Regions from separate parts of the Columba livia genome. Here region 2 is linked to region 1. A link is a contact called in public Hi-C data. All regions are on one chromosome and are shown on one strand. The core of a region is the stretch at or near the end of the contact, and the rest is flanking DNA. Distances in the headings are between cores, read along the strand shown. Region 1 has its middle 51 kb from the start of CALM2. Region 2 overlaps TTC7A (tetratricopeptide repeat domain 7A).

Region 1 (2,789 bases), core at 139-2,638:
ATTCTGTTTAAAATTTCAAGGAAAGCTTTTGAACCTTTTTTTAATTTGACAAGCCAAAAGCATCTCATTCCAATTATAATTTTAGATGTTGCATACGATGTAAGTCAGTACAAGGCACTTTGAAAGGCAATTTCAGAATTTTATTTTGCCATTTTTTGTATTTTTAATTATAAATCAAACTTGAGCATTTAGACATCTTCCAGCGAGGATGGAAAGTCTATTTTGAAGTCAGTGCTGCTGAGGTTTGTCAGTATGTTATGCAGATGTGAAGTCAGCACCTTACGTAGTATGGTGGAGGAGTTTGATTGCAGGAATTAAGATAAAATAGATACTAAAACTGCAGGACCTGTTTTAACCTTGGTCAGACCTTAGTGGATGGCTGTTTCAATCTGCCTACCTGTAGCTGAATCTGAACCAGAGTGCTGTTAGAAATGTTACAAATCCTAGTGTAGAGTCTTGGGACTCCATCATCATTGGGCTTCCCCACGTTATGGAAGGTTTGAGTTTTGATCAGCTGTCACTGATACAGAAATGTGAGGAAAGGTTCAAAGAGGGTTCAAAAAAAGACAGGATTGATCCAAACACAAGGAAAATAACTTGACAGTACTAGAGCACCAGATAATATATATGCTTAGAATACAGTAACCTGGAAGAAATCATCCTGTTGTTATAAAATGAGAGAGAAGTGCTGCATTACCTGATGGATCTTCTGGTTTCCAGCATCTGAAAGCCACAGTCAGAGTGGTAGGCAATGAAATAGCAAGGGAAAAACAGGAGTGGTTACCCGGTTCCTCCTTTTGGGTACAAATGGAGAGGATTTGGGTGTTGTATCTGGCTGTGTCATTGTTTGGGGACTAAACTGAGAAGTGTGTGTCCTAGTTAATTTTTGGGTCTGCTCCTGGCCGGGTGCTGAAATGTCCCTGCAAAGATCAGGCTGTAATGTTACTAGCTGGATTTTGACAGCACAATTGTGGCAGTGCCCATGAGGAGAAGCACTGAGGGAGTAATTTGTCACACAGGTCACTTCAGTATCCTTAATAGAAAGCTTCTAGCACATGATTAACAAAGAAGAAAGTAGCAGTACAATTGCTTCTTTGTATTCAGCAGATGTTTCCCAAACTAAGTAGTAAATTCTTAAAACCTACACCATGAGCTAATCTTCCCTGGAGTAACAACCTCTGCTATCTCAGAATAGTTATGATTATTACTATTGCATAAATAGAGAGATGCCCCAGGGATCAAGGGTTCATTGTGTCAAGGTGTGCAGTATATAGAGCATGAGAGGCCACCTGATGGTAAGAGATTCAACCTAAATGGAAAGACAGCTGAAAGAAAGCATTGCAGAATGCTGGAGTCATGTAGTATCTCACTGGCCTTTGCTTAACAGGCCTTACTCTGAAACACAGCTTTCACATTGCCCCGCTTTCAAATTCCTAAAAAATCCTTTTAGAAGAAATAAGGCAGAGGTTAATAGTAGCTTTACTTTGAAATCTGCTTATGCTTTACATAACATAAAAACCTGCCTGTCTAGGTTAGATGTCTGCTCAGTTCTGGGCCAACTTGTATGAGCATAACAACTAAGATTCAGTCTTAAACAACAGAAGGTCAACTGAATTCCATTTATTCAATTTCTTTCAACTCACAGAAAGAGTGGGGGGGAAAGAAATCACCGCAGAATAGTGTGACACTCAAATGGTGAACTTCTCATGTAATTTCATAGAGTTCAAACAGAGTTAATTTTAGCCTGTTCATCCACAGTCTCTACTTTGGCATCAAGTACAGCCTTTTCCTATTCCAAAGGAGAGAGTTCACCCTATGGGGAACACTCCCATGGCCAGAGGACAGCCTCTGACAGATCTTTCAGCAGCTACGAGGAACACTTCAGCTCTTCAAGGGAGTGCAGCCAGCTGTGACGGTCTGTATAGATGATTCTTGCGCGTTGTGGGGTTTTGTGTATGTTTTTTGGTTTCGTGTTGCGTGGGATGTTTTTTTTTCGGTTTTGGAATTTTTTTTTGTTTTGTCCCACAGCCCTTCTTTCAATAACTGGGAAAACTTCCATAGATTTAGAATCTGCATTGTAGCTGAAAATTAGTCAGCCTGGGTTGTGCCAGCATGTAGCTCTGCTGGCCACGCTCGTGTGCTGCTCTGACGCTGCCTGCTACTCATCCCACTCCTCAGAGGCCAAATGGGGTGTCAAACACAGACACAAATGTTTTGGTAACACAACTACCTCTTTCAGAGCTAGTTTGAGTCCCTTGGCACAGCACCACATCATATATGTATGTGTTTGCAACCCAAAATATATTATCTTGCGTAGCTACCAAACTGCATGACATAGTCATACCCAGCTAGCTCCCTGCTTTCAGTTCTAGTTCTTTCATTATTGTTGCTTTCCACATTTGTCTCTAGTCTTAGAGGAGTATCTGCAGCTTTGTTTCCTGCAGAGAAAATGCTAGTTTGAATTCTTCCCACTCAAGAAAGATCTAAAGCATCACTGAGTCAAAGGCTTTCTACCCTGAATCCAATAGACTTCAGGTGAGATCCTAAAACTGCCTGTGCTGCATTTTCTTTTTACTTTAACCACACTTAGATTACTTCCCTTGTAGTGTTTTTTAGCCCTTAGTAGCACTTGAGAAAAGTTCCTGTTTAATACTGTATGTTATTGTCTTTAATGTGCCAATGACTCTGTCTTCTGTATCACTGAGGATGCTGAAAAAGATGCCTGGAGACATACCCCTCTTTTCATATTTCAAATTCATATTTATTCTTTCTCTGTTTACAGTATTTAG
Region 2 (2,700 bases), core at 95-2,594, 230 kb after region 1:
CTCTGGCAGCAGGACAGTGGCTCATCTCGCCGCCCGAGGACTCTGCCAGATGGCACCCGGCTATCACACCACTCACCACTCAGACTCCAGCCTGTCTATCCACAGCAGCAAAGCCAGGGAGCTGCGATGCCCACTCAGCCTCTGGCTGTCGTATCTTCACAATGCGAAGGTTATAACCAGCAGAGGCAACCTAAAGTGGCTGTGAAGAGTTCAGCACTCAGTTTTCCAGCACCAGTCCAGAAGAACAAGGGTGCTGCATTAGAATGATTTAAACCTCTTGCCTATCCAGAACTGTGCTTGGTGACACAGGACATCCCTCCCCACTGTCCTTCTCCAGCAGGCATGTCTTTGCCATTGTCTAGGCTTTCCAGCATTTAATCCAAAATTGCCTACAGAAGTCTTTCAAATTTCATGGTGGATTTTAATCATTTAAATAAACACACTCCTCTTGCTCAGGAAATATATAGCTCAGCATACATACATCCCCAAAAATGGGTTAAGAAACACCTTATTCATTATGCAAGTTGTTGAAAAGCATTGGAAAGTGAAATTGCTATTGCTCCATTATTTCCACTGGTTAAGTGGATAGAAAGACAGGAAGGTTATGTTTCTCTGAGCTTTTTCATTCACTGTTTTATGAAGCACTAAGGCCTCCCTTGCTCTGTAAGAACTTACTGAAGTGCCTATTTTTGTTAAGACACTTGCTTTTTAAAATAAGGTGTAAGCTCAAGCATACATACAGTGATGAGCCTAGGTGGCTGCTTTGACATTCAGACTGATCACTTGTGAAAAATGACAGTTCCCATTTGGCAATTTTTTTGGCTGCCAGGGCAAGAAAACAGTTTGAAGTTCAACTTGATTAACTTAACTTGAAGACAAATATACAAAATAGAAGTAACACTAGTCAAATGCAGTATAGAATAGAGAGCAAGATCGGATTTTACAGAGCTTTTAAGAAGGTCAGAGTTTGCAAATCCTAAAAACGCATTTGAAAACAGAGACCAAACTTTCCAGCATTTACAGGTTGATAAAACTGTTCCTGTCATACTCAGGATTTATGAGCATGATTTGCTGAACTGCAGAACAAGTAATGCTACAGGATGTGAGATTTCATTACCAAGAAATAAGATCAGGAATTGGCTGTGACAGAGAGGTGAAAACAGATCTTCCACCTATAAAAGCTCAAGTGTACTCTGCATTTTGCAGTCTAGACAGACCACACTGTTTTCTCATCAGTTCTTTCTGCTACACTGGAGCACTTGCTTTTAAATGAACTCTGTCCTGCTATCAAGCTGTGAAGCAGTATAAAAATGTAGGCCACATCTCCCATTAGCAAGATGACGCATTGCAGAGCATACAACAGGAATCCTCAGGGAATACTTTGGGATTAGAAGTGAAATACCGCACAGATGGGACTGTTGGGTAAGGGAATTCCCTCTGCCCCATATAGGGCTCAGAACATTTAGAGCTTTTACATCAGTAGGCAAGATCAGGCCATTTTACCTTGTAAATATTTAAAGTACAGGCAAAAATTCATGACATACTTAAAAATCTGAAAAGATAGGACAGTTACAGAGGTACAGTTACTTGTGTTGTTCTTTTTTTCCCCTCTTAAGTACCAAATATTCAGTAACTTCTAGGGAAGCTGAAGAGGTTTGCTAACATATACAGAGAAAGACTGAGTTCTCATGCAAATTGTTAGAAGCTAAAGATCAAGTCCTATTTCTTGTCTCCATACTATCCTAGGATTGAACCACAATTACCTCTCTGGATACAGCGCCTCTCTTAGCCATCAGCAGCTAAAAATCTAGATTTGCTCTCTGGCAGATTACTAGAGCTCCAGCATTGCCTGCTGTTGAGAAACAGGTCACACAACCTCTAAAGCAAATAAAGCTGCCAGACAAGTCCTGAGAATGTTCATGGGAAGACACTGTGCCTTTCCGTCACAGCTTATCTAGCCATTGTTGTCCTCAGTATGAAGAGATCAGGTATCCAGAGGATTTGCAAATGCACAGAGGGCAGCAACATGTTAACTCCAGCTGAATGCCAAGGGGAGCTGGACCTGACTTGTAAAACCCCAACCTGACATGCCAGTGCAAGGTGTTAGCAGTATGGTACCAAGCTCATTGTTCAAGTGATCCATGAGCAGCTTCAGGTTTCCAGAGAGATGCTCGAGTCTAGCCATCATTTTCATACTTGGAATTGGATTTTTAAATGCTTGTATGTAACTCATATAGGAATCTGTGAGCCTCTTTCTCAATGAACATCTCCCTTCAGCTCCTTGCTGATCTAACATGCTTTCTCAAAGTTTTGGTGTCTTTTGATTATAACAGATCTAACCGATTTATGAGATAAGTGTGGAGTCCCAGAACGGAGTCAGAGTTTGCAAGGTCCCACCGAGTACATGCCTGGTGCCTCACACCGGGGTCACTGCTGACCGCTATTTGCCTGGGGTGGTCCACAGATCCCAGCGCCACAGGCTCCGCACAAGCTCCACAGGCAACCTTTTTGCAGGGTACCACCACAATCACTTTTTGGCCTCTTAATAGGAAACATGAATTTGTGTTGCTGCAACTGAAAGCCATCACATCTTGTCCCACCTGACACAGACAAGATTAAACCCTTCTTCTAGGAGGTCTTGAAGACTTGTTTCACTCTTGGACTTTTTTCTCCCCTTTAAGGTAAAAAAACAAGACAAAA

What was found. Hi-C and Micro-C count contacts between places; a contact is called where the count stands out from the background.
Region 2: a contact with region 1 is called in a Hi-C map of liver, with 2.8 times the contacts expected there. The contact joins two enhancer-like sites. A contact is called at or near these places in 2 of 2 Hi-C or Micro-C datasets (crop and liver).

What each region holds. Positions count from the first base shown.
Region 1 is chr3:91,323,498-91,326,286 of bColLiv1.pat.W.v2, forward strand. No RefSeq gene overlaps it. Among named protein-coding and RNA genes, the nearest start is that of CALM2, 51 kb to the right of the region's middle. Within about 2 kb of position 1,389, at least 1 of the 3 cell types and tissues checked has an H3K27ac peak away from gene starts, as active enhancers do.
Region 2 is chr3:91,555,332-91,558,031 of bColLiv1.pat.W.v2, forward strand. All of the region lies in intron 10 of TTC7A (tetratricopeptide repeat domain 7A), which reads right to left. Among named protein-coding and RNA genes, the nearest start is that of TTC7A, 48 kb to the right of the region's middle. Within about 2 kb of position 1,345, at least 1 of the 3 cell types and tissues checked has an H3K27ac peak away from gene starts, as active enhancers do.